Linked DNA regions of Mus musculus: regions 1, 2, 3, 5, 6 and 7 are each linked to region 4. A link is a contact called in public Hi-C, HiChIP or PLAC-seq and promoter capture Hi-C data. All regions are on one chromosome and are shown on one strand. The core of a region is the stretch at or near the end of the contact, and the rest is flanking DNA. Distances in the headings are between cores, read along the strand shown. Region 1 holds the start of Dus4l (dihydrouridine synthase 4-like (S. cerevisiae)). Region 2 has its middle 4.8 kb from the start of Gm40385. Region 3 has its middle 120 kb from the start of Gm26071. Region 4 holds the start of Twistnb (twist basic helix-loop-helix transcription factor 1 neighbor). Region 5 overlaps Gm40385 (a long non-coding RNA gene). Region 6 holds the start of Snx13 (sorting nexin 13). Region 7 holds the start of Bcap29 (B cell receptor associated protein 29).

Region 1 (3,195 bases), core at 493-2,992, 1.8 Mb before region 4:
TTGGGGCTAGAGAGATTGCTCAGTGGTTAGGAGTATGGACTATTCTTGCAGAGGATCTGAGTTCAGTTTCTAGCACCCACATTGGGAGGATCATGGTACTTCTATGCTCAGTTTCAGGGGGTCCTACACCTCTGGCCTCTGAGGGGACTTGTAGCACACACATATATTCATCTACATACATACACATACAACTTAAAAAAGAAACTCTGATACTTTTATTCTAGTTTTTTTGTGAATCAGAAGGCAGAAACAACTTTATTATTTTAAATAATCTAAATTTATTACCAGTGAAGATATTCAGTTATTACCAAGTAAGTGCACCGTAAATAACTTTTATGCCCAAAGTACAAGTGATAAAATTGTTTAATATTTTTCATGTTGTACTTAAAGCTTTTGACTTCATAGTTTTTGTTTTTATATTCCATTTTGGCCTTTGTAATCTATTGCCAGATAAAAGCTAACTCTATAAAAGGCTAGTTGTTCAAAATTCAGTCTTTAATGTTTGGCAGTAGGCTAAATGAACACAAGGCCAATATACTGAAGGATGTCATGGCTTGCAAGAAATCTTTGGAAGTGTCAACACTGTTCAGAGGAAAATGGGAGCGTAATTAAGCTAAGTCAGAGATGGGCTATGTCGATATGAGGAATAAACACGGAGTAAACCACTAAGAGACTATTTGCAAAGGAGGGAAGAATCTTACACATTACAGAACTGGTACACACTAGGAGGTGGTGATCGGCAATGGCGTCATGACTGACTTTCTAAAGCATGATTTTGCTCTTACTCATTCTTGTGGCCAGACTAAATGGCAAAGTCTGCTTCAGTATGAATTTCTTGAATAAGCTATAGCTTTCAATCTTGATAGTAAATTAGGATGCAGAAACTTTTAGGAATAAAAATGCTTAAGTCACATCCAAGACCAAAAACAGCTCTCTGAACTTATGGGATGAAGGTATCAATATTTTGTTTTAAAGTTCTCCAAAGCATGCAGCACCGGACATAATATTTTGGTAATATGTGCTTCTACACCTAGAATTCCTTTTAAAATATAAGTGAATTTTTTTTTTTTTGAAAACTTGTGCTGGTATGTATAGTGGGCGTTAAAAACTTTATTGCATATTAATATGTAGACTAAAGTCAATCTTTTTTTTGTGAAAAACAAGAAAGCTAAGGAAAGAAAATCATCCTGTAATTCAGATAATGCTATTCGTCGTGTATGATTATTACAAACAAAGTAGTTTCGTAAACTATGCATACTGAAATCTAATGCAACTCTAGGCGCGCTGCCTCTCGCTACCGCATCGTGACTGAGGTCAAACACAGGAGGGAAAAATCTTCTGAGGCGATGTTAAGGGAATGCAAAATGCAGAGTAGCTCCAGACCAACTCAATAAATAGTTACGAATATTTAAACGTTTTTATTTTTAAGGGCAGAGCTTAACAACTATTCTTCCCCAGCATATACTGCCTGCTACCCGGGCTTGCCACTCCAGGCGGGGACTAGGTAAGGCTGAGCAGCCCTAAGCTCCCACGTGTTGGGCGAGGAGGGCCGTGACGCTCCCAAGAGCCTCTTCCCCACGCCGGAGTTCTCAGGCCCAATACTTGCGTTGGAGATCGGCGCGGTGGCTGCGTCCGGAGCGGAATGGGAGAAGGCCCCGGCGGCGACCTGTCTTTCCTTGCACGTAGGATTGTAGTACTTAGGTTCCCAAACGCAACCCGGGCCGGGCAGGTGGGGCGGCGCCTTGATTCTGCGTCACTTGGAGGGCGGGGCGATTGCAAGACGTCATCAACCCGGCACTTGCCAACATGGAAGGTGGAGACAGCACAATTTCCGTAGCAGGCCGTGGGGCTTCGGGTTCCGCAGTAGTGGCGGCGACCGTGCAGGCGATCCTGCAGGACGGTAAGGCGTCGGACGGTGGCCCGGCCTGGGTCGCCCTGCCTTGCGCAGAGTCCGAGAATCCTACCGGTCACTTTGCACAAAGTTTTCCTGTCTGGACTTGGCCACTCCCCTCCGCCCGGCCCCCTGGCGTCCGGGATTGTCCTGGTCCCCCAGTTTCACGGGGAACGTGTTCCTCTCTTCCCGTGGGTGTCTTGGGGAAAACACCTGGTGTCTAGTTGCTGGGGTTTGCACTGGATCATGATGCGCCCGGGACATCGCTGTAGTTCCTGCACGACGTGGTCGGGGCTGATAGCCGCTACTGCTGCTCAGTTCCTGACCAAGGATTGCACTGTCCGTGCCCAGAAGTGTGAACTCACCCTAGGTGACAGACCGCTCGCTGCTTAAGGAAAGGGATGGAGGATGCAAAATGTGGAGTTGGAAATTTCCGTGTTCAGTTCTTGGGCTATGCAGGTGCCTCTGTTATCCATACATGTCGAGTACTGAAGTCAGGATTACTGGTAGTTTGAAGAGAAATTATCCCAAGTAAATTAACTATATACCTTTCTATAGTATAGTACGCTTGAAAGTCAAGTTCGGTTGTATTAATGCTCAATCTGAGAGACAGAACAAAATTCAGTTTGCTAAAGGTATTAGGCCTTAATCATCCCATCTTTTCTCTAGTTGACACTAAGTTCTTTCATCTATTAAAAGCGTTTGCATTTATCACCTTAATTGCTTCCGAGGCCCTTGCGCCTCCTCCTCCCCAATCCCCTTCCCCCTTGTTTTTGAGACAGGGTTACTCTATGAAACCCTGACTGTTTTGGAACTCCCTGTAGATCAGTCAGTCTAGCCTTGAACTCACAGAGATACACCTGCTTCTGTCTACCACCTGCTGGGATCAAAGGCTACCAAGCCAAGCATAGGAACCTCTTTTTATATTCCACAGAGTTAAAAGCAGTATTCTGCATACAGTAGGAACAGATTTTTTTTTTTAATTTTCCACATAAGAGTGGCTTAAAGGATCAAACTGAAATTTAAATTATGGTGTTTTCCCTGATTGTTGAATATTTTATATCTTTTTAATAGATATTTTATATCTTGTCAAGACTAGTGATGTTTTTCAGAGTTAGGTTGTGGTATATTCTTAGAGTTTCTGCCTGATGCACCTCATCTTTGTGTCTTAATTGAAATTTAAATTTAACCAAGTTTCAAAATCCTGAAACGAGTGTGTGTGTGTGTGTGTGTTTAATAGCTGTCCAGCCTTTGAGCTTAAACTGAACTTAAAACTATGCTTGCTTTTTTCCTTCTGTGGTTTC
Region 2 (3,122 bases), core at 82-2,581, 1.6 Mb after region 4:
TGTATCATCTGTATCTGTATCTGTATCATCTGTATCTGTATCATCTGTATCTGTATCTGTACCTGTACCTGTACCTGTACCTGTACCTGTACCTGTACCTGTACCTGTACCTGTGTCTGTGTCTGTGTCTGTGTCTGTGTCTGTGTCTGTGTCTGTGTCTGTGTCTGTGTCTGTGTCTGTGTCTGTGTCTGTATCATCTGTATCATCTGTATCATCTGTATCTGTATCTGTACCTGTACCTGTACCTGTACCTGTACCTGTACCTGTACCTGTACCTGTACCTGTACCTGTACCTGTGTCTGTGTCTGTGTCTGTGTCTGTGTCTGTGTCTGTGTCTGTGTCTGTGTCTGTGTCTGTGTCTGTGTCTGTGTCTGTGTCTGTGTCTGTATCATCTGTATCATCTGTATCATCTGTATCTGTATCTGTATCTGTACCTGTACCTGTACCTGTACCTGTAACTTTACCTGTATCTGTACCTGTATCTGTATCTGTACCTGTATCTGTATCTGTATCTACTTCTATATCCAATCTATATCCATATCCATATCTATATACATTGTACTATGGAAATGTTTCCCAATTTGTAGAACTTTTAAAGTCTAGTCTTGTGTGTAGACTTGGGAGTGAGGATTGGGTATGTGTTTTATACAAACCTTGAGAAGTGATTCGAAGGTAAATTTTCACCTGAGAACAGTTCCTTGTTGTTCAACAGTAAGTTAACCAACTGCACAAATATTCATCACATCACATTTTGTGTAGGACCTCTGCATACAAAGACAGGCCTTTCAGTCTGGAAGTTCATTTTAACAGAGGGCAAAGCCCTCAAAAGCAACGGTGCTCATGCAATCCCTGTGGTGTGGCAAGTATGTGATCAGTAGCATCTCTACCTGAAGTTCAATGTTTCTACAGCTCATTCACAATGTGCTCGTCCTATAAATTGCATCATATAAGTCTATCATCTTCTGCTTTATAAACAATTCCAAACTGGCTTTCATGAATAGTCACTGTCTACATTAGTTTAAATTATTATATCTAAGTAAAATTATAAATTTACTGGGGTAAAGGGGTAGCTCCCTTGGAAAAGTGCTTTACTACCCAAGTGTGAGAACCTGAGTTTGATTACTAGCACTCACATAAAACAAAGCCAGGCTTGATGGTATAGAGTTGTAATCCTTGTGTTAGAGAGTTGAACCCCACATCTCCATGAGCCACTTCGGAAAGCAAGGGCCTGGAACAGGCTATGTAGACCAACTGGCTTTGCACTCACAGAGACATTCTCTCAACTCTCACCACCCAGTGAAGGGGTTAAAGGCATGTTCCTCTATGCCTGGCCATACTTCCCTTTTTGTTGATTATTTCCCTATGCTTGGGAAACTGTACTAAGCCTAGCAAATTGCGTGTCATTTGCTCATACTTTTCTCTGCTACAGTACAAAGGTGACAGCATTCTAACTCTTTGCTGGGTTATCTAGGCATGAATGATGTGTTTCACAGACGCCTTGGTACTCATAAAGCCTTGGGTAATGAGTTACCACGGAGATCTGTGGATTGTTCACTCAAACTCCATCTGCATGTCACAAAAGAATAGCTGGTAACAAACTCAGGGTTTCTGTGTTTGTTTTTTAACATTTGCTTTTTAACATTTGTTTTTATACCCCAACCACCGATTTTCCTTCCACCACCCTTCCTAGTCACCCCCCTTACTTACCCCTCCCCCAGATCCAAACCCTCAGATACATTTCCTCTTCAGAAAAGAGCTGGTCTCTAAGAGATGACAGTCAAACAGGACAAAACAAGATAGAGTAAGACAAGGCAAACGCCTTCCTATTGAGCCTGGGGACAAAGTAACCCTATAAGAGGAAAAGAGTCCCAAAGGCAGGCAAAAGAGTCAGAGATACAGCTGCTCTCACTGTTAGGAGTCCCACAGAAACATTAAATTAACAGTCATAACATGTATGCAGAGGACCTGGCATAGACCCACACAGGCCCCAAGCTTACAGCTTCTGTCTTTGTGAGCATGTGAGACCTGTTGACAACTACAGCCTTAAGCTCAGTTTTACACTTCATTGTTTAGGACAATACTTGTGTCACCGTAAGGTATTTTGTAGAAGACAATTACAAGTGAGTGAGCATCTGATAAAATCAGTGACTTACATAGCACTGTTCCAAACTGTGTTTCTCCGGATTTAACTTTCCCCTTTAAGAGCTGAACCAATAGCATGCTAGTTAGCAAACCTATCACAAGTGCCTACAAGGAAGATTTGAGTACTGTAAGGAATGCTAAGGGACCAATTCCTTCACCTTGCTGTGCCCATACACCTACAGGACTTATTCTCTCTCTGTGCCTCTTTCATCTATGTTTCAATATGGTTTTATTGTTAAGCGTATCTATCTATTAAAGTAGCTAATAGAGTAAGAGAGATTTATGAAGACAAATATACTGCAAAATAGTAGAGCTTTATAAGTCAAACTAAGCTGGATCACCCATACGAACAAGCTTCAGTTGTAGACTTGAAGATAGAATTTCTTTCTTTGTGGCAATTAATGCTCGTCAGATGGCAACTTTTAATGACTTATGTGATTTTTTTTAAGACGTGACACTAAGTTTCAACTAATCATACACATTGAAAGTGGCAAAATTCTTCATAAAATGGGCCAGTTGCTTTACAAGCTTTAGCCTCCCTGTGGTTGTCAGGAGCTGTGCTTATTACTCTAGTTGTCTTCCTGTGAAAAGCCTTAAGTATTTTGGGCTCACTTTAGGTTATTTATAATGTTGTCTCTTGGGTCTGAGGTGGTAGAGTTTTAGTTCTAAAAAAACTTTAAATTCTAAAACAAATTTACTTTAAATGAAAGCACTATATTATATACTATTGTGTGCATTATATTCCAAGGGAGATTCAAAGAATTCTTTTTAGTGCACTAGGTATAGTGAACCCAAACTACAAAGGCTGGCATAATATTGCTCCAGTCAGGTGAGCAGGGCTCACAAAGCCCCATGTGTCATGCTTACCCAAGCAATAAATTACTTTTCAGACAAAAATCGCCCTCTGAAATTGCTTTAGCTTTTCCTGAAGTAAAGGCATTGAATGTGAATGGTTGGGAGCATGTTATTTTGCTTTTTCA
Region 3 (2,939 bases), core at 439-2,938, 1.9 Mb after region 4:
TTAAGCACATGAATATATTTTAAAGGTCTGTTCACTAGATAGCAGATATTAAGACATGACTTTGCAAAGGACAACATAGCTGTCTTTTCAATAGGTGTTTATATTATTTATAGTTAGATTAGACATGTACAAGAAGTTCCAGGTGCAATCTACATGGCAAATGGCTTCAGACATGGTAGCTCTGGATGATAAAACAGGAGATTGTGAACAGTTATTATTTAAAAATGGGATGGGGAATCACATTTTGATGGAAAGAAATTCCACAATTACCTTTTTCAATAATCACTTCATTAAAAGTTGTAATTCTAAAACAATAGCCTCAGGGATACAGGCCATTCAAAGGAAAATGGGGTTCAAAGGGACCCCTTTATTACTAATTTATGGGGTGCAGAACAAGTTTGCTACATTTAATTTGAGGATTTTTTGGTGGTTTTTTTTGGGTAAAATAGAAGTAATGTCTAACTCATAGCATTGATTCAGCTATGCATTTATAAACCTCTCAGTGTGTGTGTGTCTAGGGGAAGAGGAACATAGGCATAGGGGGCCTTGTGTGTGTGTATGTCTGTGTGTGCCTGTGTGTGCATTTGTGTGTGTGTGTGCATGTACATGCATGAATGAGTGTGTGTGCATGTGTGAGTGAATGTGTGTGTGAGTATGTGTGTATACCTGTGTGTGTTTGCGTGTGAGTGTGTGTTTGTGTGTATGTGAGTGGGTATGTGTGCCTCTGTGTGTGTGTGCCTGTGTATGTGTGCATGTGTGTATGCCTGTGTGTGCATTTGCATGTGTGTATGTGTTTGTGTGTGTGCACGATGTGTGTGTGCCTATGTGTGTGTGCGTATGTCCTTGTGTGAGTGTGCGTGTTCTTTAGTGTCTCCTTCCTTAGAAGTCTCAGAGCAGCATGTGACTTTACTTCATCTTTTTCACCTGGGATATGAACTGCAATCTACATTTTAATATGCACTCCACTCCAGGACACTCTTCTGTATGTTATTACAAGAAACACATCTCAGTCCATGAGTCACATCATGTTTCGTTTAGGCCATGTTTTCCATGCTTTCAGACAAAATGGTTTCACTCATGAAACTGCCTCCCTTGACCACATATACTTTTTTCTTTTTATTCATTCACTTTACATCCAGCTCACTGTTTCTCCTCCAGTTCACCCCATCCCACAATCCTTCCTCTCTCCCTTCTCTTCTGAGTGGGTGGGGGTCCTCTGGATATCCTCCCTATCCTGGCATATCAAGTCTCTTCAATGCTAGGTGCATCCTCTCCCACTGAGACCAGACAAGACAGCCCAGCAGAGGAACATATCCTATAGACAGGCAACAGGTTTTGGCATAGGCCCTGCTCCAGTTGTTCGGGACTCACATGATGACCTAGCTGCACATCTGCTACAGACCACATATGCTCTTAAAAGATCACACTTGCGGGTGGTTGCATAGCAAAACACCCCTTCTTCTCAGAACTTACAGCATAGTGTATGAACTCCAAGGGTACAAGCCAGGCACATTTTTATTGGTGTTTTATCTTAAGACTCTTAGAATAAGTGTCATTGCACACTAGAGATTATTGAGAACAACCATCACCAACTCTAATGTCAGAGTGTGCGATGGACACAGCTTGCCCGTGACTATTTCTAAGAGTGTTTCCAAACAGAACGAATGTTGGCCTTGCCTCTTCCTCTTTACTTATGCTCACTTTGTGAAACAGGATGTGAAAACTGAGCTTTGAGCAAGACACTAGGACACAAATCCTGATCTCCACTGCAGAATTCACCAGTCGGGCTCTAGAACTCTGGCTCTCTACCTGTTGGAAGATACACTAAGTCAAGGGATGGAGTGAAAGGTCAGACTGTAGGCAGAAGAAACTTTAGGAGAAAGGCATGCTGTAAGCTACACCTCTGTGGAGAGTGGGCATCCGTACTTCCTGATCAATCCTGACTGTGAGGAGGCTTCTGGGGAGCATGGGAAGCTTCCATGAGCTCATGGGATGGGCACACAGAAGACTGAGAATGCCAGCTACTGTGTGGGAGATGGAGTTAATGTGAGGCAATGTTGAGATTTTCCTGTACTTTTATAATTTAACTTTCTGTGGGAAAAGATGTGTCTGTGTTTGTCATAGAATTGGATTCTGAAACACACACACACACACACACACACACACACACACACACACACACACACACACACACACACACTGAGAAAGAGAGTGGGGAAGGAGGGGGAAGAGGGTTAAGAAGAGGAATGGAGCAATCCTCTCACTCTTGCCTTGCATTGTTTGAATTCTGTAGCTTAAATATGTTTATTATGATCCTCTGAATTTTCCAAGTTGACCTCATTAGATCTACTGCACTTTGAGATGGGAGAGGGAAAGGAGGAACAAGAGAGAGCTAGGGAAAGTGAGGGAAAAATAGAAGCCTCAAGACAGATCTCAGCATTGGAAAGATGGAGAATTTATACAACCACTGCTTGGGACAGCAGTATTTCCTCTCAGAAGAAACTTAAACCCCTGCAGATTCAGTAGATGATCAAAGAGTCTTTCCGAGTCCCCAGGAGAATGTTGAGAGTCTGCTAGAAGAACTTAATCAAGGCAGAGGATATGAAGCCTTAGCATAACTGTTGGAGTTGGATAGGGGGCAAGCCAACAGATGTAGAGAACCATGCTCAGGCTGTGGAGAAAGGATAACAACGTTAAATCTAGTTTGAAAAGCTTTGACAGTGCAGCCTCCCAGACTCCTTCCTAACTATAATGGGACATGGACAGGCTTAACCTTCTCCAGGTTTTGTGCAAGTGACCACAGATGCAGTGAGCACAGGAATGTAACAGCCTCCCCCATCCCAATCTTCACCTCTTTACAGTCTTTCTGCCCCATCTTCCGTGATGTTCCCTGAGCCATGGGGGAAGTGGTGTTACATTTAGAGGTGAGCACCCAACAG
Region 4 (3,426 bases), core at 722-3,221:
ACTGAGAGTTTTAAATGTCTCTTTCCCCAGCTGTGAGAAGCCCTCTTTCTTTATAGATCACAATGTGAATAAAAATAAATGATAGTAAATGAATACTGACTGACAGTCCCTGTATATGTTGGTGGACTTTCCCTTTCCCCATTTGATAGCTAGGGTCAGATCAATCATTTCTGCTCTCTGGGTTGAGGTACTTGGCTGGGGTCCAAAATTTTTTCTGTTAAAGTAACTACTGCAGCTCCTGTGTACCTGGTTTCATCAGACAAGAAGGCAGCAGGATCGATAGCAGTGGGTTTCTCAAACTGAACTCGGGGATGGGCCAGGTCACACAGTCATTATGTGGGCCAGGTCACACAGTCATTAGACAGCCAGCATTCTGGTGTTCCTCATTGGAAGGTCTCAACTGTGTGCTCTGAGTATAAAATATTGACCCAAAGCTAACTTAAAAAAATTAAACTAGAGGGAGCCACCACAACTCTTAGACAGGTGGGCCATCCTGTGGCTACAGGGTCCAGTCATCACAGGGTATTTTCATGGCTCCAAAGTTTGGGTTAAAACCCTCTTGTCTGGAAATTCTAGGGTTGGTGTGGAAGTCAGAGCTGTTTTTAAGGCCTCAAATGCCTTTTGTTTAGTATTAGTCCAGATTAGGGGCTTAGTATCTGCTTTGTGCTAGTCTATAGACAGGCCTTGCTATTTCCATAAACTCTGATATTCAGAGCCAGCAATATACAGCTGTCTTAGTCTTTGGCATTGGAATCTGAAGGATGGTAACAATGCTATTCTGCGGTGGGCTCCTCTTGCTTCCCTTCATCAGGTAGCCAAGGTAGGTAGTTTTTTATGAAGCTGGGCTTTTTAAACCAACATTTTGCAGCCCAAGATGTGCACAGTTCCTGCACCCAAGGCTTAGAGATCATAGTTGAAGAAGGTGGAGGGTTGTAAGAGCTAGAGGAACAGTTTGGGTTGTTAGGACATCACGGTCCAAATGAAGGTTTCTTTTTTATCCCTTGGGCAATACAAACCCTTGTGCTGATATGGTTGATGTCTGGGTATACAAAAGAAGGTCAAAGCTGGTAGCTGGGCTTAGCCATTTGAAAAACATGTCACAACACTCTCACTGTGATATAGCAGAAGGCAGAGGGACCCTAGATTGGAGAGGTATGGTGTTAGCAGTTCAGATGTTGCCTTTGCAATTTGTGGCCTGCTGCGGTGTATGATTGGGTTCAGCAGTGAAAATCTCCACGAATGTTTCTGATTCCTTATTGAACAGCTCAGGCGCATAACAATGTATCAGGCCTCATTGCAGCTGGAACCGGGCACTCCTATCAATAGCCATGCTGAATCCAATAAAGACAATACTCAGTTGGGAGTAGTGGCTCGTGCTTTTTATCCCAGCTCTCTTGTGGCAGAGGCAGGCAAATATCTAAATGTTAGAACCAAACCAGCTTGGTCTACATAGCGAGTTTCAAGTCACCCAAGGCTACATGGAGAGATACTGTCTAAAAACAAAACAAAAACAGAAAACCAAAAGAATTAAAACAAAACAAAACAAAACAAAACAAAAGCTCAAACCATTAATTCACTAGGCCTTGACCCAGTATTGAAAGAAACTGGGAGCTTAAAAAACAAAACAAAACAAAACAAGCTATTTTGGGCCTCTGCCTTTTTATACTTAGGTGCCCAGATCAATAAATTCAATAAATTCAAGCTTCGCTCCATAACTGAGCATACTTTGAAGTGATGAACATCTGCCTATAGATATCAGAGAACCGCCTCTGGATATCACACATGCTCTATAGGTACACGGCCTCAGAGGTTTATCTGGACTCGGGAAAGAGCAGCAGCCCTCTGCTGGTCAAACCTCTATAATGCAGCTTTAGAAGATTAAAAATCCCCAGGCCGCGGTCGGTCGCCTTTTGATGATGTCAGCCATCATCAACACTCAGAGGTGAGGCGGGAGGAATGCTTGCGTCATCCGTGCGCGCCCCGAAGCACCCAGCCAAGCCTCATGGCTGCGGGATCTGTGGAGTCTCAGCGGTCCCAGGCGGCCTCCGAGAGGCCCGTGGCGGGTCAGGCCGGGGTCCTGCCTTGCCTGGAGTTGCCGAGCTACGCGGCGGCGTGCGCGCTGGTGGGCAGCCGCTATTCGTGCTTGGTGGCTGCCCCGCACCGCAGGCACATCGCCCTGTCGCCCCGCTACCTGAGCAGGAAGCGCACGGGCATCCGCGAGCAGCTGGACGCCGAGCTCCTGCGCTACTCCGAGAGGTAAGATGTCGCCGCGTCCTCCCGGGAGCCCCGTCTCTGCTGGCCAACGGGCCCTCAGCTCCGTAACCCCACGGCGCCGCGGAAGTAAAGTCGCACGAGCTTCGTGAACCTTAGCCCCGGCGTCTACCGTCGCCTTCGGCGCCGCTGGCCTGGATGCAGTGGCCCGGTTCCTGGGGATGAAACTGGCTGGTGTGGTGTGAGTGGCGGCTGCTGCAGTGCTAAAAGCACTCCCCGTGTGGAGACTAGAGGTGCCCGGTGTCTAGAAACCCACCAGGCTGAGCTTTGGGTATTAAACGTTTCGTTTAATCACTTCCGGGTGTGTTCTCACCTAATAATGAAAATTTGCTGTCAGTATTATTCTCCTAATGTGGAAGCCGGTTCATTGCAAAACATAGGCAGGTTTGTTTGTAATTTCATTGTTCCCCGTCCCCCCGGGGGGCGCTAATTGGGGATGAACGACGAGCCTAATTTTTTGTAGGAATAGAAAGTTCACACACACACACACACACACACACACACACACACACACACCAGTGCATTTATATTAAGCACTAGTAAGAATACCTTGAAAAAGAAAATCTCAGAATTTCAATGGGAAATGATATGCCATAACACTTCACAACTAATTTGGCGGGAATGGGGGCAAGGTTCAGAGATACCTGAGATGACATCGATGTCTTTAGTAATTCAATGACACTTCAGAAATTGCAGGGATTGTTTTGGGGCAAATTATCCAAAGCAGTTACCACTCTCGAGGACTTTGGCAGTCAGCCCCATTAACCATCCAAGGTGGTCACTAAGCATGGAAACATAGTTATGTTAAGTAGTCTAACCAGCTTTTCATTCATTGGGGAAAAGTTATTTAAAGATGCATAATAGGAGCCACACTACAGACGAGAATCGGATCATTTCTGTAACAGAATTGGATAATGCAGCCATGTAGAATAGAATACACTGTTTAATTGAGCTGGACACCTCTCCTTGTTACTGTGCTAAAGGTATGCTAAAAGAAGCCTATTTTTTCCAATGCAAATTAGGTTTCAGTATTACTTGAGTATTAGTTAAGAGTAATAAAAAGTCAATAAAACATTGAAAATATTGGGAATTGTATTGTCATATTAATTGTCCTGTATTATTTGTACCATTTATCCTGTATAGTTTATGTTTTTA
Region 5 (3,374 bases), core at 273-2,772, 1.6 Mb after region 4:
AAGGCAGGAACAAAAGCAGCTCGTCACACCACATCCACAATGAGGAGAAGAGAAGACTTAAATGCATCTATGCTGCCTGCTTACTTACTAGTTGTTGTTGTTGTTGTTGTTGTTGTTGTTGTTGTTGTTGTTTTACTCAGCTAGATTTCTTCATTGGTATGGTTCAGGGCCAAGCCCATGAAATGGGACAGCTCTTGTTCATCTTGTGTCTTCCTCCCTCAATTACAATGAAGCCAATTCCCCACAGGCTAGCCTGATCTAGATAATCCCCCACTTAAGACTCCCTTCTCAGGTGATTCTAGGTTATGGCAACTTGACATTTAAAACTGCACAGTAATCAAATCCCTGGCCCCCATGGCTGTAGGAGCCTGGGACAGCTGCTTGCTCACATCTCCAAGGTCAAGAAGAACAGCACAGAAGGTGGGGCAGGGTCCAAACCTTGGTTGCCAGTCTCCTCCAGAGACGTAGTTCCTCCAGCAAGAGCTCCTCCTCCTGAAGGTTTCACAGCTTCCCAAAACAACATGGCCACCTGGGTACTGAGTGTTGAAACACGTGAGTTAAAGATTGGACAGTTTACTCCAAACCATACTGAATTCCCTGCCATAGTGGATCTAATCATGGTGAATATACTTACCTTGTTGGTTCATCTGTTTAAACACATACTTAATAATTTGATAATGTAAAATCTATTTACTTTAAAATTGTTTAGTTGCTGATGAGTTTTAGGTAGTACAATGCTGTCATATCAAATAAAATTGCAAGTCCTTAAAGAACTTAAAGGTATTAAACAAATAAGGTTTGCCTTGACTAAAAGTCTTAAAGTAAATGGTGAGAAAAAAAAATCTCTGTCATGGATAGATTTGCTTTCAGGGAAGATCAAATTAATGAAGGCTTACCGCCAGGGAAAATTTATTAACAAAATCCTCCTGCACATGCAGGATTAAACACAAAGCAATTAATGAAAATTGAGTATCATTCATTCATGAGTGGAGAAAGTATGATCTAATCACTTGAATGTTGTTATGACCTTCATTTCCCCAGGCAATGACAACTTAGGAAGCTACCAAGCATAAGCAATTATTACATTAGTGGTTGGGCTAACTCCCATCTTGATTTTTTCCTGGGATTCAGGGTCTCTTTTTCTGGTGGAACTATTGTAAAAAATCCATAGATGCAGTAATTTTCCTATGCAGTGTTAGTTTAGAAATTTCCATGTACATATCAGAAGGTCAAATAAATATTAAGAAGAACTATTGGCTTTCTTTATCATCTCCTATTTATGGAGAATTCATAATAACAGCATACCTTCATTGAATAAAGCAAAGACTCCAGGAAACAGAAGGGAGATTTACAAGCTCTTTTCCTGTTGGAAAGGTTCTAGCCCAACTCCCCTCTAACTGCTACCCCAAGTAGATAAAATCTCAATGTAGTAAAATCTCTATTTATGCAGTTCAGCATCACCATGGAAACGTCTCCCCCTCAGTGACATAATGAGATGGTAATGAAAACAGCTGCCACATAATGAACCTAGGCACAAACAGAGGCCGAGTTACTCATGCCAAAAAGTGAATGGCAGGAGGGTCAAATAGATGGGGGGCGGCCATGATCAGAGAGTAACAAGAAAGCCCATCAGTGGGTGTTAAGGAAAGGGGCGGGCAGAACTGCCTGAAATTGTAATACTGAAACTCTCAAGAGTTTTATTATTGCAAATTTTGATACTGGATCTGTGACATTCCCATGTAGAGACGATAGGATGTAGAACCAGAGTTTTTATTTTCTGAGCTCAGCCTAATATTTCGCATGTCTAACACTTTATACTCGAAATGCGTGGCTTGACATCTTAGGATTGTTTATTCTGCTGGGTCTTAAGGAACATGTGTAAGATGAGAGCGGCGTTGGGTTGGGATGCCAGGAGGATAGTGCCGTTTTTCAGAGAATGAGAGGAGATGATGCCTTCCTTCAAAGCACTCCCAAGTGGGTGGAAATTGCACCCTTCCTTTCAAGGATGATCTGAGTCCACTGACTGGAACTGGCTGATAGACTTGCATGCACTGAGCAAGAGAGACAATTAAAAACTGTCTTGCAGAGAAACCCACATTAAAAGACATGAATTCAGAAAGACTGGGCCAAGAGAAAGAAACAAGGCTTGGTTTGAGGGAATCTGAGAAATAACAAGGAAACTAGAATATGACAACATGAAATTTATATATGCACATATGTGTATCAACTTTATATACCATTTATATGACAGTTGAATTTAACTTCAATCTATTTATCATATGTGCATACAAACATAGGTCACACACATATACACAGAATCAGTTGAAATTCTCTTGGTCTAAGTTGGTCTAAATGACTTTTAGACATTCCCCAAAGGTATCCAAATTCAAGGACTGACAAGAAAGCCCATCAGCATTATGGGAAGGGGCAGGAAGACCTGCCTAAAATTATTGCCTGCCTGGGGTGCTTGTGAAGTGTGGTGAAAGCTTAAGAGAGATGAGGCCTGCTGGGATGAAAGTGGACACAAGAGGTGTGCCCTAAGAGAGGACATTGGGAACCAGGGCCCTCCTTTCTCCCTTTGGTTCCTTGTCACGGAGAGGTGGGCATGGTCCTCTGGTACATGCTCCCCACTGTGATGGTCAGCCTTGTCAAATCATGAAAGCAGCCAAGCCAGTGACTGTGGGATGAAATGTTTGAAAAGAAGACCCCCAAATAAAGTCTCCTCCATTATGTGTATATAAAGTAGGAATTTTGTCACTGTGCTGGAGTGTGATGCATTCTCTTTATGAGAAAACTGTTTTTGTAAAATGAAGGTTTTGGATGAACTCAGGGAGACTAGAAATGTGATAAAGCTAGTCACTAAAAACAAACAGAGAATCTTGCCTTACCCTAGATTTCATCCATGGGTAAGTAGACGACAAATGCTAGTACTTTTGTCACTACATTTCATATGTGATGCTTGTTTGACATAAACGTTTTACCTCGTGATTGCTGTGTATGTACGCACATCTCCTATGTGTGTTTATATATACACACACACAAGGAGAAAGCTACTATAGAAGAAATGATGTGAAGGAATAGTGGGTATTCATTTATGTCAGTCAGGACTACTGAATCTTTCAAAACATGTTGATCAAAATCGTTCTTTTTTTAATAGATAATTTCTTTTTATTTTATATTCTTATATTTTTGCCATCATGAATATCTGTGTAAGGATGTCAGAAGTCCTGGAACTGGAATTATAGACAGATGTGAGCTGCAATATGGGTCCTGGGGATTAACCCTAGTGCTTGTAACTGCTGAGCCATTTCTCCAGCCCTGCAAATTATTATTTTTTATTCCACACATGATTTTCTTCAATAACTTTGGAAGAC
Region 6 (3,208 bases), core at 315-2,814, 1.6 Mb after region 4:
TCTGAGCATGTTCAGCTAGGGCTCCTAGTTTGTCACCTTTAAAAAAGGGAAAACATCTTATACAAAAGGAAATTGATGGAAAAAGTGGAACAGAATACCCAGGGAAGCCACCTAAATTACAGTTTTAATTCAATAGTCGGTATTTTAAACATTAATGAACCTTCTGCATTCTTATTTACAGGATGGAACAGTATCTTCTTTCAGGTTCCTTGTTGTCTCTTCTCTTGGTTTCTCTCAGTATTAACACAGTTTGCATTTTCCAATCTTGTTTCCTATTTATAGATTAATCTGCCAGTGCTTCAATTATATTTGGTTGTATTGCAGACGTTAGAATGCACTTGTTCCAGTAACAGAAAAATTATATATATATAAGTTGCCCAGTAAAAAACAAACAAAAAAACCCAACTTTGCTATAAACTCACTGAATGGAGCAGTCGGGGCTTTTCTTCAAAGTCTGTATGACATCTTAAATGAAATTTTATTTTGGGGGACAGAACAGAATAGAGATAACACAGGGTTTGTAATGCACTTGCTTTATTCACTGTGGTGAGAATGAGTACCTCCTTAAATTACATTTAGCACAATAGTACCATTGTTAAGTGCAGATTCCATCACAAAGGAAGTAACTACTGGCTTTAGTTTTCCACAATTTCTTTTATAAACTTTTTCTTCTTCTTTTTTTTTTTTCCCGGTAAGAATGAGATACAAGTGTTTTATTTTTCAAGCCCAAACACTTCTCAGTTTCACTGTAAATTGGTTTGTAACAGCAGAGGCATGAAAAGAAAACTACTTCACGGGCAATTCAGGAAGAAGCGAGTGATTTTTACTGTCATTCCTGTAGAAGTGGACCGAGATAGTTGTCACGGTATCAGCAGTTCTAGCCACAGAACTTCGGAGTTCAGTCTCATTTTATTCGTAACTACTTACAGAGACACATGCTGAAATGCGTTCACTGTGATATATAAACATATATATATATATATATTTTTTTTTTTTGAATTCCCAATAAAGCCATAGAGACTACAGCTACCGGGCAAAAGCTGCTTGATTTTTAAGACTATGAAAGAAACACTAAGCCTTCAGGCTTGAGCAGGTTCTGGCCAATCAGCAAAGCAGTAGCCCTTAACTCTGCCAGGATCGGGGTGAAGGCGATCTGCCCTGATCGCGTCTACAACCTGTCGCGCACCCAGCACAGGACTTACTGAGCGCTGGGAGCAACAGAGGCAAGTTTCGGCCGAAGTTTCGGAATGAGGCGCGGCGCGGGCGGCAGTTTCAGGTCACCGCGCTGCGGAGGGGACCGCAGCCGAGTGTCCCGAGCACTCTACGGGCTCCACAGGGTCGGGGAGACGCGAGATGCCAGTTTCTCCGCCGGCACCCAGCCTCCGCTGCGCCACCAGCCCGCAAACCCGCCACCACGGTGGCCCGGGATCCAGCCCGCAGAGGAGGTCCCGGGTCGCGCGCGGCCCAGCCCCCGCCGCCGACCCTGCGCGCGCCGGCGCCATGGAGACAGTCACAAGACGCTCGCGCCCGGCGCGCCAGCCAATGGGAGCGCACGTCGCGGGGAGACGCGGACGTCGCTCTTCCAAGATGGCGGCGCGTCCGTCGCGAGCAGCCGGGCCGGGGGGAAGCCAGCGAAGCCGAGTAAAGCCGCCGCCCGGGACAGGACTGAAGCAGCAGTTGCCGCCGTTGGCGGCGGCCCGGGCAGTTTCCGCTGCTGCTACGGCTATTGCCATGCGGCGAGGCTAGGGAGGACCTCACTCCCCCGGGGTGTAATGATGTTAACAGAGGTAAGCGGCGCCCACTGTTTACCTGAGAGGCGGGTGAGCGGCCGGCGCCAGCCCGCCCGTCACCGACGCCGCTCCCGGCGCTGGGCCCGACCGGAGCCGAGGCCCGGCCGGCCGGGCTGGCAGCCGCCGGGTTCCCACAAGTGCCACCGAGTGGGCGCGGTGCTGACTCGGCAGAGTTCCACCTCCTCCTGCCGCCGCTCCCCTTCGCCCGAGCTGTCGCTCCTTCCTGGAGTCCGCTCCGCCTGCCCCGAGGCGGTCGTGGTCCCCGCGTCCCGGTGCTGGCCCTTGTCGGTGTCCCCGGCTTGCAGGGCCCTTCCCCTCCCGGCTGGGTCGGGTCAACCTCCTGGCGGTGGCAGCCGGCCTGAGCCCTACATTGGCTGCTCCGCGAAGTGAGCCAGGTTCCTCCAGCCACACTCGCTGGCCTCGCGCCCTCCTCCCCTGCCCCCACATCCCGTCACGTTCCTTCAGTCCCTGATCCCAAAGTTCAGTTTGGCATCCACCTTCCTGACCCGCGGATGGCCCCCTTGCTTCTCTCTGTGGGAACAGTTTTTCTCATTTGACCTGAAATGGAAGTAGGGCAGCAACGACGAACCAATCAGTTTCCCCTTCCTTAGTGCCCACTGTCCAGTGCAAAAACCAGACGTTTGAAGAAGTAGAGTTTGCCTGCACTAGCAGTACTTTAGGGGGAAGAACTTAATCGGTGCAGCTAGTTTAGTGACCAGAGGTGACATAGCTGGGCGAATGGTCTATTGCAGGTGTTGGATGTCTGACGCTTGTAGATTGGATAAAATCCCAGAGGCTGCTCCCTTAAGGTTCTGTGAGGATCCTAATGTCAGGGACCGGTTTGAACATCTTTGGGAGCTGATGTGAGGGTACTAAACCACGTTGATGGTCACTGGGAAGCAGTCCTACACGGGCCAAAAAGGACATTTTGAAATGGAAACATTGGAAACAAGTGGATTTTACTGTGTGAAAAGCGATGGCACAATAGGACACACTGGGTTCTCCAAGTTTTGGGAACTCGTCTAACTAAGTGCCTTGTACCTTAGTATCTGTTTTCATCTGTGCCCAGATTCTGGCAAACACGACGTGCCTGGGAAACCCCTATTGGTTGATTGTTAACTTAGGAACTACACATTTCTAGGAGTTAGACGTTCACTTTACGTTTCCTAATTCTACATATTTCCGAAGTTACTTACATTGTCACAGACTATGGTTATACATTGTCCTTAGTTGTGGATTTAAAAAGCAAGTAGCATCCCAAGTTTATTTTACTCTGATACTTAAGTGAGCAGCTGCTCTTACATCAGTATTAGTAACTTTTCAGTGGTGTCTATAATATATTAGCATGAAATATCTTTTTGATAAAACTTATTAGAGTTTTGATCTTTTCACAGGAAACTAGTGTGCTAATACAAGGG
Region 7 (3,146 bases), core at 236-2,735, 1.8 Mb before region 4:
AAATGACTTCTTGAATATGTGTGAGACTGTCATAAGTAGTACCAAATATGTCTGCTTGAAATCTGAGGTAGAAAGAACAGGGACAGCATTGTGTGACTGTAAGCTAAGGATCTCATCTGGAGTCTGACACTGACCAGTTAGGTGACTTAGGTTATGGAACAGAGCCTTTCTGGCCTTAAGCATGTGATCTATAGAACCCATGGTTGGTGGGAAGAACTTGGTACATCCCTTCCTACAGTATGAGTTACTGCTTCTTGTGAGGGAAGGAAAGGGCATGGTGTGGAGACCAGGACAGAGAAGAGCTGCAAACCAAGCAGATGAGGAGTTTCAAGTTTTTGAAAGACTGCGTGGACCCTGAGCCAGTCCATTTTATTGTCCCAAGTAAACAGTTTTGCACCCATCCTTTTATTTCTCTGCTCAAATGCAGGGCAGTTTAGGGGAAGGGGAGGGAGAGAGGAAGAGGGGGAAGAGGAAGGAGAGAAATGAAGAGGCGGTGGGGGGTGGGGGAAGAGGATGAAGGGGGAGGAAGGAGAGAGGAGAGAGAGAATATAGATATATAGACAGGAAAGATGTCCAAGGCATAACCATGGCTTTATTATACCTGTAATCAAGACACCCACCCCCCAAAAAAACCTAGGTTCTTTTAAAAAGGAGGTGAAAATCTATTTGTACACAGAATCAAGCTTTATATAAAGTAGAATTTTAATAGTTACCAGATTGCAAATTTGAGTTTCATTTTTAAAGACTACCTTTTATATAATTGGCTCCCATCTTTTATTTAATTATCCATTTGTTGTATGTATGCATGTGTATTCATCATGTGTTTATGTGCGTGCATGGGTGTTTCTGGGCGTCCCAGGGTGGAAGTGTGGCGGTCAGAAGACAACTTTGTGGAGTCGGTTCCCCTTCCACCAGGTGGTTTCTGGGTATCGAACTGAAATTCTCTCCCTTGGCTGCAAGGGCCCTTTACCTACTGAGCCACCCCGCCGGCCCTCCCAAAACTTTCTAACCTTACAAAGAGCATCGCACGCCGTAGCCTGAAGAAGCTAATCAAACATTTGGTACTGTTAAGGATCTGACGGTTTCCTACCTCTGTGGAGGAATAAAGGGCAGACAGAAGAGTAAAATGAGTCCTATTTCAGCATAAAGAAAGCTGGCAACCGCCGCCCATTGGATTGTCATCGTTTTGTTTTGTTTTTTCTTCACACCTATACAGAGAAAGATTTCAATTTTAGAGAAACATGGGTGAACGGCCAGACACGCGGCGTGGGGCCTGCCGGGAGTTCGCCTAACTCCGGGTGACGAGGCAGTGCGCCGGACGGCCCCGCAGGTTCTTCCCCGGTCCCGAGGTGGCTCGGGCCGCAGAACGCCGCGGCCCGAGCCGCCGGACGCGAGGTCAGCAGCGGGGCCGCCCGCCGCCCGTCAGGCTTACCCGCCGCCGATCGCTCCGCGTGCCCCGCCGCCCGCCTGCGCGCGCACGTCCCACGCCGCCGGGAGCGCGCCGGGCCCGGCTGAGGTCACACTGGCGCGACCGCGCCTCCCGCGGCCCTTGTTTCCTGGTGCGCGGCGTGAGGCGGCCGAGGCTCCTCCACGTGGGCTCGGTATCCCCGGAGGGCTGATCCCCGATGCGGCTGATGCCGGATGACGGGAGCCAGGGCCCGGGTCTATGGTGGGACCCAGCCAGGTGCCCTAGGGTGGTAACCTGCCTCCCTGCCCGGAGCTAAACTGAATTTAAGTCATGGCCCAGGCCTGGGGGGTCTGTGGAGCGTTTTGTGTTTTGCATGCTGTTTTCCTGGTCCTACCGTGCCCATAGGCAAGACCAGGCAACTTGTGGGAACTGCTGGGTCTACTCCTTTACCTAACCATATTCCCTTAGGTAACTAGATAGGCCCCAGAAACCTTTGAGGGTGGATGCTCTCATGCTTGGTTAACTTTGCATTCCACCTCTGGTTTCCCTGGTAACACTAGAAAGAAAAACCTAACTACTGCCTCTCCTTAGGCTTTCTGGTCAATTCCTGTAATATCCCTGCTCCAAGTAGAGACTTGGCATCCCGATAACATTACATACTACATTACATACTGTCTCCATTAAGCTGGCCAGGAGTTCACTATCCAGGAAAAAGGATTCACTTGGAGATGTGTTAAAGAGGTGGGAGGGATAATTATTCCATTAATACGACGCAGCACTTACACATCCCAAGATGGCACTCCTTGAAGGAGCTTCCTTCTGCCCTGTGGCAGTAGTAAGCTTGCTTGGTTTTCTGGGTTCTAATTCAGAAAAGCCTAACACCTGCCTCTGTTTTTCTTTAGTGGATGGCCAAAAGCCTAAGCAAGCTTTCTGCTGATAATGGGCTTTCTCATTTCTGAATACCTGCCCCCTCCCGGAAGTACTGGTAGACCTTCATTTCTGAACAAGGCAGTGTTATTGGACCCTTTATGCCTAAAGATGTAACTTTTGTCTTTTTCCTCCTCTTCTCCATCCCCTTGGCTACCTTTTTTTTTTGTTTTGTTTTGTTTGTTTTTAATTCCAAATTAATAGTATTGCCCTTTAAAAAAAGCTTTGGCATTCTTTTATTAACAAAACTAGGAATCTAAAAGGGAACTCCAAATACTTCCAGGTTTTCAACATATGTGAATATTTGCAAATCTCAGAATGTAACTTCAAAAGGTTAAAAATCCCCTGTAAGGCTGTTGTGCAGTTGCTCAGATGCTTAATTTAATCATGACTTTTGAGCAGCCCATGTTCATTTGGGTTTGTAGTGTCCTTCTGCTAAGTGTCTATTAGAAATGTCTATGCGCCGGGAATGGTGGCGCATGCCTTTAATCCCAGCACTTGGGAGGCAGAGGCAGGCAAATTTCTGAGTTCGAGGCCAGCCTGGTCTACAGAGTGAGTTCCAGGACAGCCAGGGCTATACAGAGAAACCCTGTCTCGAAAAAACAAAAAACAAAAAAACAAAACAAAAAAATGTCTGTGCTTAAATCTATGGTACGCTCTTTAGAACCTTCTTTGCGAGTGCACATGTATATGGTGGTGGAGGGCAAAGGTGGATGGCAATGTCTCCCTCACCACTTGCTCACGTTTTCTTGTTTTCTCGTTTTCTTGTTTCTTGTTTTCTTGTTTTGGAGAGTGTTTCTGAAGCTTCTGT

What was found. Promoter capture Hi-C pulls out the DNA fragments that hold promoters and counts their contacts. Hi-C and Micro-C count contacts between places; a contact is called where the count stands out from the background. HiChIP or PLAC-seq counts read pairs in DNA pulled down with a chosen protein or histone mark.
Region 1: a contact with region 4 is called in a Hi-C map of CD8 T cells, with 12 times the contacts expected there. The contact joins the promoter of Dus4l here to the promoter of Twistnb in region 4. A contact is called at or near these places in 1 of 39 promoter capture datasets (pre-B cells), 2 of 484 Hi-C or Micro-C datasets (CD4 T cells and CD8 T cells), 1 of 115 datasets of contacts at active chromatin or transcription factors (thymic regulatory T cells) and 1 of 9 other capture datasets (adipose tissue).
Region 2: a contact with region 4 is called in a promoter capture Hi-C map of neutrophils, with 9 times the contacts expected there. The contact joins the enhancer-like site here to the promoter of Twistnb in region 4. A contact is called at or near these places in 4 of 39 promoter capture datasets (the HPC-7 cell line, frontonasal cranial neural crest, neutrophils and 1 more), 1 of 484 Hi-C or Micro-C datasets (CD4 T cells), 1 of 115 datasets of contacts at active chromatin or transcription factors (astrocytes) and 1 of 9 other capture datasets (adipose tissue).
Region 3: a promoter capture Hi-C map of neutrophils shows a contact between it and region 4, with 7 times the contacts expected there. The contact joins the enhancer-like site here to the promoter of Twistnb in region 4. A contact is called at or near these places in 5 of 39 promoter capture datasets (hippocampal neurons, liver, neutrophils and 1 more).
Region 5: a contact with region 4 is called in an H3K4me3 HiChIP or PLAC-seq map of stem cell-derived neural progenitor cells, with 5 times the contacts expected there. The contact joins the enhancer-like site here to the promoter of Twistnb in region 4. A contact is called at or near these places in 4 of 39 promoter capture datasets (the 3T3-L1 cell line, the C10 cell line, the HPC-7 cell line and 1 more), 3 of 115 datasets of contacts at active chromatin or transcription factors (acute myeloid leukemia, astrocytes and stem cell-derived neural progenitor cells) and 1 of 9 other capture datasets (adipose tissue).
Region 6: a promoter capture Hi-C map of embryonic stem cells shows a contact between it and region 4, with 11 times the contacts expected there. The contact joins the promoter of Snx13 here to the promoter of Twistnb in region 4. A contact is called at or near these places in 18 of 39 promoter capture datasets (the 3T3-L1 cell line, 3T3-L1-derived adipocytes, the C10 cell line and 12 more), 8 of 484 Hi-C or Micro-C datasets (CD4 T cells, CD8 T cells, the G1E-ER4 cell line and 2 more), 14 of 115 datasets of contacts at active chromatin or transcription factors (the 230-238 cell line, the NIH/3T3 cell line, acute myeloid leukemia and 9 more) and 3 of 9 other capture datasets (adipose tissue, embryonic stem cells and liver).
Region 7: a promoter capture Hi-C map of pre-B cells shows a contact between it and region 4, with 5 times the contacts expected there. The contact joins the promoter of Bcap29 here to the promoter of Twistnb in region 4. A contact is called at or near these places in 2 of 39 promoter capture datasets (neutrophils and pre-B cells) and 2 of 484 Hi-C or Micro-C datasets (CD8 T cells and pre-B cells).

What each region holds. Positions count from the first base shown.
Region 1 is chr12:31,653,084-31,656,278 of GRCm38.p6, forward strand. Dus4l (dihydrouridine synthase 4-like (S. cerevisiae)) reads right to left here and starts at 1,743. Exons shown (of 7, transcript NM_028002.2): 1 at 1,607-1,743. It overlaps Cog5 (component of oligomeric golgi complex 5), which reads left to right and starts at 1,786. Exons shown (of 23, transcript NM_001163126.1): 1 at 1,786-1,900. The coding sequence starts at 1,807.
Region 2 is chr12:35,024,785-35,027,906 of GRCm38.p6, forward strand. No RefSeq gene overlaps it. Among named protein-coding and RNA genes, the nearest start is that of Gm40385, 4.8 kb to the left of the region's middle. Within about 2 kb of position 1,332, at least 65 of the 459 cell types and tissues checked have an H3K27ac peak or open chromatin away from gene starts, as enhancers often do. A contact at or near this core is called in the HPC-7 cell line, adipose tissue and neutrophils, where this site is marked.
Region 3 is chr12:35,318,078-35,321,016 of GRCm38.p6, forward strand. No RefSeq gene overlaps it. Among named protein-coding and RNA genes, the nearest start is that of Gm26071, 120 kb to the right of the region's middle. Within about 2 kb of position 1,689, at least 20 of the 459 cell types and tissues checked have an H3K27ac peak or open chromatin away from gene starts, as enhancers often do. A contact at or near this core is called in neutrophils, where this site is marked.
Region 4 is chr12:33,427,653-33,431,078 of GRCm38.p6, forward strand. Twistnb (twist basic helix-loop-helix transcription factor 1 neighbor) reads left to right here and starts at 1,972. Exons shown (of 4, transcript NM_172253.2): 1 at 1,972-2,256. The coding sequence starts at 2,003.
Region 5 is chr12:35,007,024-35,010,397 of GRCm38.p6, forward strand. Gm40385 (a long non-coding RNA gene) reads right to left here. Exons shown (of 4, transcript XR_872675.1): 3 at 439-536. Among named protein-coding and RNA genes, the nearest start is that of Gm40385, 13 kb to the right of the region's middle. Within about 2 kb of position 1,523, at least 26 of the 459 cell types and tissues checked have an H3K27ac peak or open chromatin away from gene starts, as enhancers often do. A contact at or near this core is called in stem cell-derived neural progenitor cells, where this site is marked.
Region 6 is chr12:35,045,625-35,048,832 of GRCm38.p6, forward strand. It overlaps Snx13 (sorting nexin 13), which reads left to right and starts at 1,565. Exons shown (of 26, transcript NM_001014973.2): 1 at 1,565-1,787. The coding sequence starts at 1,773.
Region 7 is chr12:31,633,173-31,636,318 of GRCm38.p6, forward strand. It overlaps Bcap29 (B cell receptor associated protein 29), which reads right to left and starts at 1,486. Exons shown (of 8, transcript NM_001164090.1): 1 at 1,433-1,486; 2 at 1,091-1,208. The coding sequence starts at 1,182.